3 separate regions of the Sus scrofa genome follow, and all the other regions are linked to region 2. The links are chromatin contacts, called in public Hi-C maps. All regions are on one chromosome and are shown on one strand. Each heading gives the region's core, a stretch centred on a gene start, on an enhancer-like site or on the middle of the called end of the contact. The rest is flanking DNA. Distances are from core to core; before and after follow the strand shown. Region 1 has its middle 230 kb from the start of ADAMTS20. Region 2 has its middle 390 kb from the start of ADAMTS20. Region 3 has its middle 320 kb from the start of PRICKLE1.

Region 1 (3,243 bases), core at 390-2,889, 160 kb before region 2:
AAGCCCTTGAGGGAAGGGATTACCTTTCTCATTTTCTTAGTATCATCATTGTACTTAATTTAGTGTGGTCAGTGTTCATTTTTCAATAAATATTTACTACTCGATTCTGGATTTAGTACATTATTGTGTTGCATTGAACATAATTCTCTGGAAAAGTCCAATGATTTACTTAAACAACATGAACTGCAATGTGCTATAGCTCTTCAAAAAACATTGGATTGGTATGGGGCAATGTGAAAGATTAAGATTCGAGTTTTCTAATTAACTCTGTACAGTTCTTCCCTTTATATCTCTCATCCATGTTCAAAAAACTAGGCTCATGATTTGATGTTTTAATAGTCTTTTAAAAGCAGGTTCTCACTTGCTTCGAAAGCCGTATACATGAAGCCAAGAACAGGTTAAAACCTGGTCACCTCATTAATACTTTTAGTGGCAGCCAAAATCAGGTTAGGATTCAGTCATCTCATTACTACCTTATTCGGCACCTCCAATTTAGTAGCCAGGTGAGGTATTAATGAGGTGATTGAGTTCTAATCCACTTCTGTGCAAGCAAAGGCACAGTATTTAAGGCAGATGAGGACGTGTTGTGAAAAATTCCCACTAGACATCAGTTATTCAACCCAACCAGAAGAATAGTCTGCTTGCAAGATTGTTATGAATGATATTCATGTTATGAATGATATAGCATGTTTCAGACTTAAAACAGTGTTTGGCTGTATTATGTCACTTCACACACACAACTCTGTATGAAATAGTCTATTATTATCATTATTTGACAGGTGTAAAAATGGAAACTCAGGTTAAGTGACTTATCCAAGGTCGCACAGCAAATAATTGGCAGAAATTGTCTGCCTTCCTTTAGGGGTGACACTCTGCATTCCTTCCCCCTTCCCCAGCCCTGTCTTATTATTTTGAGAACACCTCTCAGGTGACTATTTATGCACAGCTGGATACGAGAAGTACTGAACTTTGGCAGTACTTTATAAACTGGGAGTCATGATATGTTTGTGCGTAATGAAGCCAATTTGGTGGTCTGAAGCCACCATACAACTATGAAACAGAATAGAAATTTTTGGAGTTTTTTACAGGCAGTGAAGGTAAATATTTTCCATGAAACTTTTCCTTTAGTTTTACAGGAACTAGATGGATGTGTATACAGGATCTAGATGAATATGAATTTCTTGCTTTGATTATGGGTTCAAAGTCATTTGAAAAACACTAGCTGGGGTTATAAATTACATAGAGGCGAAGAGGGGCAGAGTGCACTGCTTTTGAAGGAGAGGTCTGTATTGTTAGAATTATCTCCCTCACCAATGTCTCCTTGGGGAAATTTTTATGAGGGGTAAGGGGGCAATTAAGAGCTGCAGGAATGGAACAGGCTTCTAGAGTAGAAACTGCCTTGTTAAGAAAAGAATGACTCCTTCATTTGTCCTTTAAATGTAGAAAGCCTCATGGTTTTTGTGGTTACATTTCTCAGCTTGTTACGCTGGAAGTTTTTCAGCTAACATGGCTCATGTAGAGACATGTGACTTTGATTCTTACATGATAAACCTGGGGGAGTCTGCATGGAGCAGGCTTGCTCTGTTACACTCTAATCCTCTTGCAGCAACAGACAAGATGTTTCCTTATTTTTGCAGCTGCTGCTGACTCTGGTTTGGACCAAACCAGACCAGAACTGACACAACTGTAATTTTTAATGCTAATAAAACTAATATGCTTCAAGAAGTTGGGCAAAGTAAGTTGGACCAAATGTTCCAGTTTTATTTTCTGAATAATATTTCTTGGGATGTTGGTTTTACTTTGAGCTTCACTTGGGTGTGTGTGTGGCGGGGGATGGGGGGGAGCTTTGAATTATTCCCATTCAAGAGGAACAAAGCTGAACTCTGTACAACCTGACATACAAGCCCACACTGTCAAACTTGAGGTTTAACAAGGTAGGTAGCTGTTACTTTAAAACCAAACAAACGTCAAAGGCCTTTTATTTAGCTCTTCTTAGAAGAAAGGAGAAAATTAAAAGAATGAAAGTGGTTTGTATAAAATAGATAAGCAATGAGAATTTACTGTATAGCACAAGGAACATCTTGCCGTAACCTATAATGGAAAATAATCCTAAAAAATACGTACATATAACTGAATCACTTTGCTGTATACCTGAAATTAATGCAATACTGTAAATCAGGTATACTGCAAGAAAAGAAAAAGGAAACAAAACACCAGGAGGCTTAAAAAAATTTAAAAGTGATGTTGGGCAAATATCGCTATTGGTGTTTTCCTGGAGACACTGTTACAAGTTCGATAAGCATGTTGCCCAGCACTTTCTCGTCTTGCCAAAAAGTATCTTCTCTCCTGGCTTGGTACATGCACAGGCCCCCAGTAATGCCTACACATGTCCATTCTGACCTAATCATTTTATTAGTCCAGGTAACTGGAACATGTCTTATTTCCCCGGTAATGCTTCTCCTTGCAAAATAGGTAACCCATCAAGTTGAGATTTTCAAGTGAAGCCATGACAGGCAAAATATGGCATCTTAATCTTACATTTCAAAAACTGTTATTAAAGTCAGGATATTTGGTTAAGTACAGTAGACGTCAAACATGCTGATCTCTCCCCCAATCTGTCCTAACCTCATTCCAGATGACATCATACAATCAAGGAAGATCGTTCTGAAATCGATTCCATTAAAAATCATATTCAAGGAGTTCCCGGCATGGCTCAGTGGTTAACGAATCCGACTAGGAACCATGAGGTTGTGGGTTCGATCCATGGCGTTGCTCAGTGAGTTAAGGATCCAGTGTTGCCATGAGCTGTGGTGTAGGTTGCAGACGCGGCTCAGATCCCTCGTTGCCGTGGCTCTAGAGTAGGCTGGTGGCTACAGCTCCGATTCGACCCCTAGCCTGGGAACCTCCATATGCCACGGGTGTGGCCAAGAAATGGCAAAAAAGACCAAAAAAAAAAAATCGTATTCAAGTCCTGCTAGATTAACATGTGCACATTTCAGTGTTATATGAAGACCTGTTTGTGTTTTGGTCTTACACACACTCATACGCAATTGCCTACTAGTAGAGTGGGACTAAACAGCTACCTGATAGCGAAAGCCAGTAATTTTGTTACCAAAAATATGTTAAAATCCTAAAGTGCTAATACATTACAAAATGCTTTTTCTACCATTTCCCTCTTCCCCCTTTTGATTTAAACACTCATAGTAAAAATTCAAAATAGAGTACATTGCAAAAGCAATAATA
Region 2 (2,988 bases), core at 336-2,835:
GATGAAAAAGAATCAGATCAAGGAATCTTCAGGGTCAAAAGTGTAAGTATTGAAGTTATTGAGGAGGATTGCAGGGAACACATGGAAATGAAAGATTTTTGCCAAACCACTTATATAACATGAGATAAATTGCAGGGCGTGGTGGACAATAGCAGTGATGTGTTAGGGAAGGTCACATAGCAGGACATGATGGTCTTAAAATGATAAAAATGGGAGGTACTTCAAAGGGCACGGTCCTTCCATTCCAACTATTATGTTATGTGAATGTAGAAACATGTAAAAATAAAATAAAATAAAATAATGTTCGTCTCTTACACCATACTTGCTCACACAGCTGGTTCACTGATCAAGAAATAGTGCACAAAGAAAAGCCAGTTCTCACACAAGCCCACTTAATCAAGGCCAGTGGGTGGTGAGATCTCCATGGGGGAAAAAAATGGGAATTAATATTCTTTTTTTTTTAATAGTTGTTTTTCCAATACATTTTTTTTCTGCTGTACACATACATGTACACATTCTATTTTCTCACATTATCATGCTCCATCATAAGTGACTAGACGTAGTTCCCAGTGCTACACAGCAGGATCTCATTGCTAATCTATTCCGAAGGCAATAGTTTGTACCTATTAACCCCGAGTTCCCCAACCACCCCACTCCCTCCCCCTCCCCCTGGAATTAATATTCTTAGTAAGAGATCAATGTCTACATTAGATCAAAAATTGGCTTGAATAAAAAGATAATTTTGTGTTATAGAGAGAGGAGGTAGGCACATTCCATTAGGTATAATGGAGCAGAACAGTTAAAGGAAGAAGAGTTCAAGTTCACAGATGCAAAGAAATACAGATACAGACAAAAAAGCTCATTGCACAATGCCAAGCTCAAACTCCACCATGTGAATGAAATGCCTTTGTGGTTTAGGCAACTATTGGGAGTGTACTGGGTGTTGGCGTTCATCTGGCTACAGCCTACCTGGGAAGTACTGAGGAACAGCAGTTGATGGAGAAAGACAGGACTCTCTTAACAGTCCTATTTCCAGCTTGGCGACATCTATAATACTCAACTTGCAAGAGAGTTATGGCTATGCCAATGCTGGAAGCAGTCTGCTACCAAACATTTAGAAAAAGCTTTAGTTTTAGCCAGAGAGAAGCTATAATTAAAAAAGAACATGGCTGGATACATTTTAATTTTAGCAGATACTCTGCAGAGTTTATGTTCTTAACACAGGCCCCCCACCCAAAAAATATCAGTTGCTCCTTATCATTCATTTAATTTCAAGCTGATTTGACAAACTAAGAGAGCAGTCGGGATGGGGGGGAAATGTTTTTAAAGCAAAGGAAAAAGAAAAAAAGACTCTGCTGCATATTTAATTATGTTTAATGGTGTTGTCTTCTTGTTTGCTTGAATTCATCAAGAGTTAAAAGGGCTGTTTCACTGCTCAGATATGACAGAGTGGTTATTTGTATTGAAGGCTTTTGGTAGAGGTGGTTTTCTGTATGGGCTTTGAAGGAGGGGAGGGGAATAATTCAGCAGATGGGGACTGGAAGATTTTTCTTTCATGTCTCAAATACAATATGAAGTGAACTATGAAGTTAACCAGCCACAACTCTTTGCAAAGGTCAGCTGGTCTCAACTGATTTCATGTTCTTGCCACAAAGTACTCTTGATCTAAAATAGATTATGTGGAAAAAATCAGATGCTGCTCTATCCAGTATTAATTCATTTCAAATATTTGCTTCAATTCCAGGATAATAAACATAGCCTTGGCCCAGTAATTCTTTCCCAGTTCTAATCCATACTTAATTATCTATGTTGACCTTACAAATGTATTATTTTTATTCATGTCATGAATGCTTGGATTTTTGTGTGTGTGTTTTTCTTGCTATGTTTTTGGGTTTTGTTTTATTACCGTTGTTATTTTTTTGTGGGTTTTTTTTTTTTTTTTCCTCTTTTGGAGACTTTTTTTTTGTTCACTTGTTTGTTTTGACTAGAGCAGTAAGTAAAGGATAGATTTCAACCTGGAAAGACACAAATGTAAGTATACTAGATAAATCGTGAACATTAATAAATCCTTTTCTTTGCAGTATAATAACATATACACTTTCCTGAGCATACAGAGGGAAGACAGTCAGTAAGACATTATTTATTAGAAACCTGTAATTTGTTTGAGAAACAGTTATTTGAGGATTCTATACCCTCAACATAGAGTGTATACAGAGAAATAAATAGGGATATGGTTTCAACCTTCAAAGCATTTCCCAATGTGCTCAGCTAACAAGATTAAATAATACTTGAAATAACAAGGAGCAATTTAAGGTAGTGTGCAACTAAGTATTCATCCTCAAATGGGAGGTCAATGTGGGTTAAGATTAGAGAAAGCTCAGCGAAGGAGGTAGAAATTAAATACTGGAGAAATGACCTCAGTGGTTGGGCGAGACCCGGAATGTCACTGTGGGAAGGAAAGGCAGGAAGAATCACTGAGCCTAAGTAACAAAACTGCAGTAAAAACAGAAGGAGGCGGAGAAGGAGGAAGAGAGAAGAGGGGAAGGAGGACTTACGGTGAAAGTTGGTTATGCTCTGGGAACAAGGATGGGTGTGTTACGCAATCTAGAATACGTGTGACATTGCGTTGTGAATACATTCATCTGGAGTTTTTCGGTCTGCAGACATCTTTCAGCATTTCTCCACAGCGGAGAGTCTCTTGGAGCGCCCCTAATCCCTTCCTGGGTCCCCTTTCCAGCCAGCACCACCCATTTACAAGAATAACAGCCAGCAGGAAGGGGGAGCAGAAGTGAGGAGGAGACAGCTTTCTCCTGGGCGCTCTTCTGTGCTCTTTTATTATTTGCACCTTTCTGTAATCAGAAAAAACCAAGTTCCTACTGCTTTTCCAGGCCCCAATAAGATAACCACTGTTTCTCTCTTTAGAGACTGTACTGTATTTGTTCCTGCTTTGTGGCCGTTCACTACAGCTTATTTCTCCGGGGTTGCATT
Region 3 (3,228 bases), core at 444-2,943, 140 kb after region 2:
GTGGCGTAGGCCACACCTACAGCTCTGATTAGACCCCTAGCCTGGGAACCTCCATATGCCACAGGCGTGGCCCTAGAAAAGACAAAAAAAAAAAAAAAAATTGCTATTCTCAGAGCTCCCATTGTGGCTCAGCAGGTTAAGGACCCAATGAAATCTTTGTGAGGATGCAGATTCCATCAGTAGCCTTATTCAGTGGGCAAGCTGCAGCATAGATCACAGATGCAGTTCAGATCCAGTGTTGCTGTGGCTGTGGTGTAGGCTGGCAGCTGCAGCTGTAATTGGACCCCTAGCCTGGAAACTTCCATATGCTAAGGGTGTGGCATTAAAAAAAAAAGAAAGAAAGAAAATGCTATTCTCGTTCCACCAAGTTCTTCTGCCCTCTAGGGTAGCTGTCCCCAAAACTGCCAGGACATAAGAATCAGCTGGACAGTTGCTTCAAAAAAAACCAGATATCCAGGAGTTCCACTATGGCACAGTGGGTTAAGGATCTGGCATTGCCACAGCTGTGACATAGGATACAGCTCTGGCTCAAATTCAGTCCCTGACCCAGGAGCTTCCATATGCCAATGGGTGCAGCCCAAAATGAAAACAAGCAAACAAACAAATAAGCAGAGAAACAGGTCCTACCCTACCAAGATTCAAGATTCTGATTGCTCAGGGATGGAGTAGGGCCTGGATATTTATCTTTTGATAAACCTCCCCAGGTGATCCTGATAAGCTGAGATTTTAGGAAACACTGACTTACCAAAATCAGTGATTCTTGACTGGCAGGACAGTGGCTAATCACCTGAGCAGACCTCACCAGCCTTGCTGCTCACCCCCCCCGCCAGCCCCAAGAAGCCAGTTCGGTCACACTGAAATTGTCAGGGCCTGCCTTGCACAGTTCGCAAACATTATGCATATGGTTCCGACACTGCACATTAGTTGGGAATCTGGGATATGGAGATATCATCAGAAATAAGTAAGCCCTAAATATTTGGAACTCTGCAATCTGTTCTGACTCTCCAGCATTTCAGTTTGTTCAGAAGCAAACCAAAGAATCAAAGAACCAAAACCATGGAACAACCACTGAGAGACCATTTTTTCTTCACCTGTCTTCGTTAGTAAACGAGCCCCCAGACAGTAGAATTTCCAGTTTAAGTTGAAAACCCTTTAGTGTAAGGAGGGAACATAAACTCTCTCAAGCGTCCAGGGCAGGATGTAACACCTCATTTCCCAGTGTCCTTTCCTCGGTATCGCAACCTGCTTCCTCCGTGTTGCCCTTGTCGGAGACGGAGAAGAACAGATGGTGGCAAAAGCAGGAACCTGGTAATGGAGGCCGGGTCCGCTTGCGCCTTGTCGTGGCTGTGACCCACCCCACCGCCAAATCCCCTTTGCGCCCTCGACCGTGAGATCAGAATGACAGCCCAATTTATCAACGGTGAATATTGGTGTAAACAACTTCAAGGCCGGGATATTTTTCATACCCCCTTGAAAACTGTCATCAGTTTTGTCGACTAGTAAGGCAACCACTGATCCATTTAAGAAACTGTCAGCAGGTGGACAAAAAAGTGAAAGATGGATGCTTTCCAAAGGTCTTAGGAAAAGAGGCTCCAGCTGTCAGAACACATGACTTCTGATGCACCGTCTAGTCGAGCCACGGAGCAAGAGTGTAACCCTCACCACCAGAGTTAGCAGCAGAAGGAACAATTCACTTCAGAAGGAAATTTCCAGACACGCATTCCTTAGTCGTGAGGTGTATGGTACAGCAATGTCGTCTGTGCCACAATTATCCAAAGGGCCAAATTTGGGATTATGAACTCGTGTCTCAGAAACTCTAAATGGAGTCCTGCCCCCATCCCCCACCTCCCCCCAACCACCACCACCACCACTTTACTGAAAATGATTAAAACCCACTGCTTGGAATCTTACACTGAGTAAATCTGGAAAATTTCTTTTCGGAAAACATCATAGATCATCACGCTGTCCACCTTAAAAATCAACAGATCAGCTGGACTTTGCAAATTCACATGTCACTTACAGTCATTTAATGAAAAAAAAATTTTTTTAAGTGTAGTATTTTTTAATACAGAGACAAGTTGGTAATACAGTGGTTTTGCTTTAATATGGCCAATCACCAAAAAATATATTCCAGTCAAGTGTTTGTCATGTTTAAGTGATCTAATTCAAAAATATTCTCAACCCTTAGCCCTCGGGGATACTGGCAAAAAGAGCCAGTTACATATTGCCACCAAAACGTTAATAAAATCATTTGTTTCTAAGTAGTAGATATAAAATAACTTCAAAAAGTGTAAAGTACTATACAAATGTAATATTCAATTACCATTGTGTGCTGTGGATGTATCTTTGAAGTAATATATTATAAACAAAACATAAATTCAGGACTCATCTTAATAACATTTCAATAATGTAAGTATTATTAAAATTAGCATTTTTTTCACTACAGTGCCCTTCAGTGTTATATGTATTTTTGATGGTGGCTGTACTTGAATTGTTTATAAAATGGTGAGATATAAGCAAAAGAATATAAATCCATCCACAGAATAAAATGGAAAATGACTGAAAAACAGTAGGTTAAGCCCATTCCTAAGTCCATGAACAATTCAGTATTACGTTCAAAATTTGCATTCAATTAAATCAACTTTATAAAAACTATTCTTTCTTTTATATCATTCGACTTATATGGGACAAACTTATACTAACATCAAACAAACTCATCATTTCCTCACAAATGTTGGTTTCCATGAGAATGAAACAAAAAAGGATAAAGTAAAAAGAGAAAAAAATATATGTGGAGTTACAGTTAGATCCCACACCTAAGTTTCTTGAGTCTTGTCCTGCCTTTTCTGGGTGTTCAGGAGACTGCTTAATTCCACAACAGCTCTAAATGAAGCCCCGAATTCTCAGGAAAGAATTGATTTGCTTGCTAGGAGCAAACGGTTGTCTCAAAGCCATTTGGCCAACTGGTCCACCGCAGACTCCAGCTCATTGTGTTAAAATGGAATCTTAGCTTGGTTCAGGGCGAGTCTCAGGTGGGTTCACTTTTCCGTATACAAAGAGTAGGTTTCCTAAGACATCTCACACATGTTCTGATTAGTTATTTTGTTTGTGATTTGGTGGTTTAGTTATTTTGGGGGCAGGGGTGGCTAGCCATGGCCACTTCCTAAGGAATGAAACGCACATTTATATAGTGTCCTACAGGGAGTTCCCGTCATGGCACAGCAGAAA

Evidence for each region. A called contact is a pair of places that touch in the nucleus more often than the background predicts.
Region 1: a Hi-C map of embryonic fibroblasts shows a contact between it and region 2, with 5 times the contacts expected there. The contact joins two enhancer-like sites. A contact is called at or near these places in 5 of 47 Hi-C or Micro-C datasets (embryonic fibroblasts, fibroblasts, skeletal muscle and 1 more) and 1 of 2 datasets of contacts at active chromatin or transcription factors (skeletal muscle).
Region 3: a contact with region 2 is called in a Hi-C map of embryonic fibroblasts, with 1.6 times the contacts expected there. The contact joins two enhancer-like sites. A contact is called at or near these places in 1 of 47 Hi-C or Micro-C datasets (embryonic fibroblasts) and 1 of 2 datasets of contacts at active chromatin or transcription factors (skeletal muscle).

What each region holds. Positions count from the first base shown.
Region 1 is chr5:74,436,112-74,439,354 of Sscrofa11.1, reverse strand. No RefSeq gene overlaps it. Among named protein-coding and RNA genes, the nearest start is that of ADAMTS20, 230 kb to the left of the region's middle. Within about 2 kb of position 1,639, at least 4 of the 83 cell types and tissues checked have an H3K27ac peak or open chromatin away from gene starts, as enhancers often do. A contact at or near this core is called in embryonic fibroblasts, where this site is marked.
Region 2 is chr5:74,279,193-74,282,180 of Sscrofa11.1, reverse strand. No RefSeq gene overlaps it. Among named protein-coding and RNA genes, the nearest start is that of ADAMTS20, 390 kb to the left of the region's middle. Within about 2 kb of position 1,585, at least 2 of the 83 cell types and tissues checked have an H3K27ac peak or open chromatin away from gene starts, as enhancers often do. A contact at or near this core is called in embryonic fibroblasts, where this site is marked.
Region 3 is chr5:74,141,921-74,145,148 of Sscrofa11.1, reverse strand. No RefSeq gene overlaps it. Among named protein-coding and RNA genes, the nearest start is that of PRICKLE1, 320 kb to the right of the region's middle. Within about 2 kb of position 1,693, at least 3 of the 83 cell types and tissues checked have an H3K27ac peak or open chromatin away from gene starts, as enhancers often do. A contact at or near this core is called in embryonic fibroblasts, where this site is marked.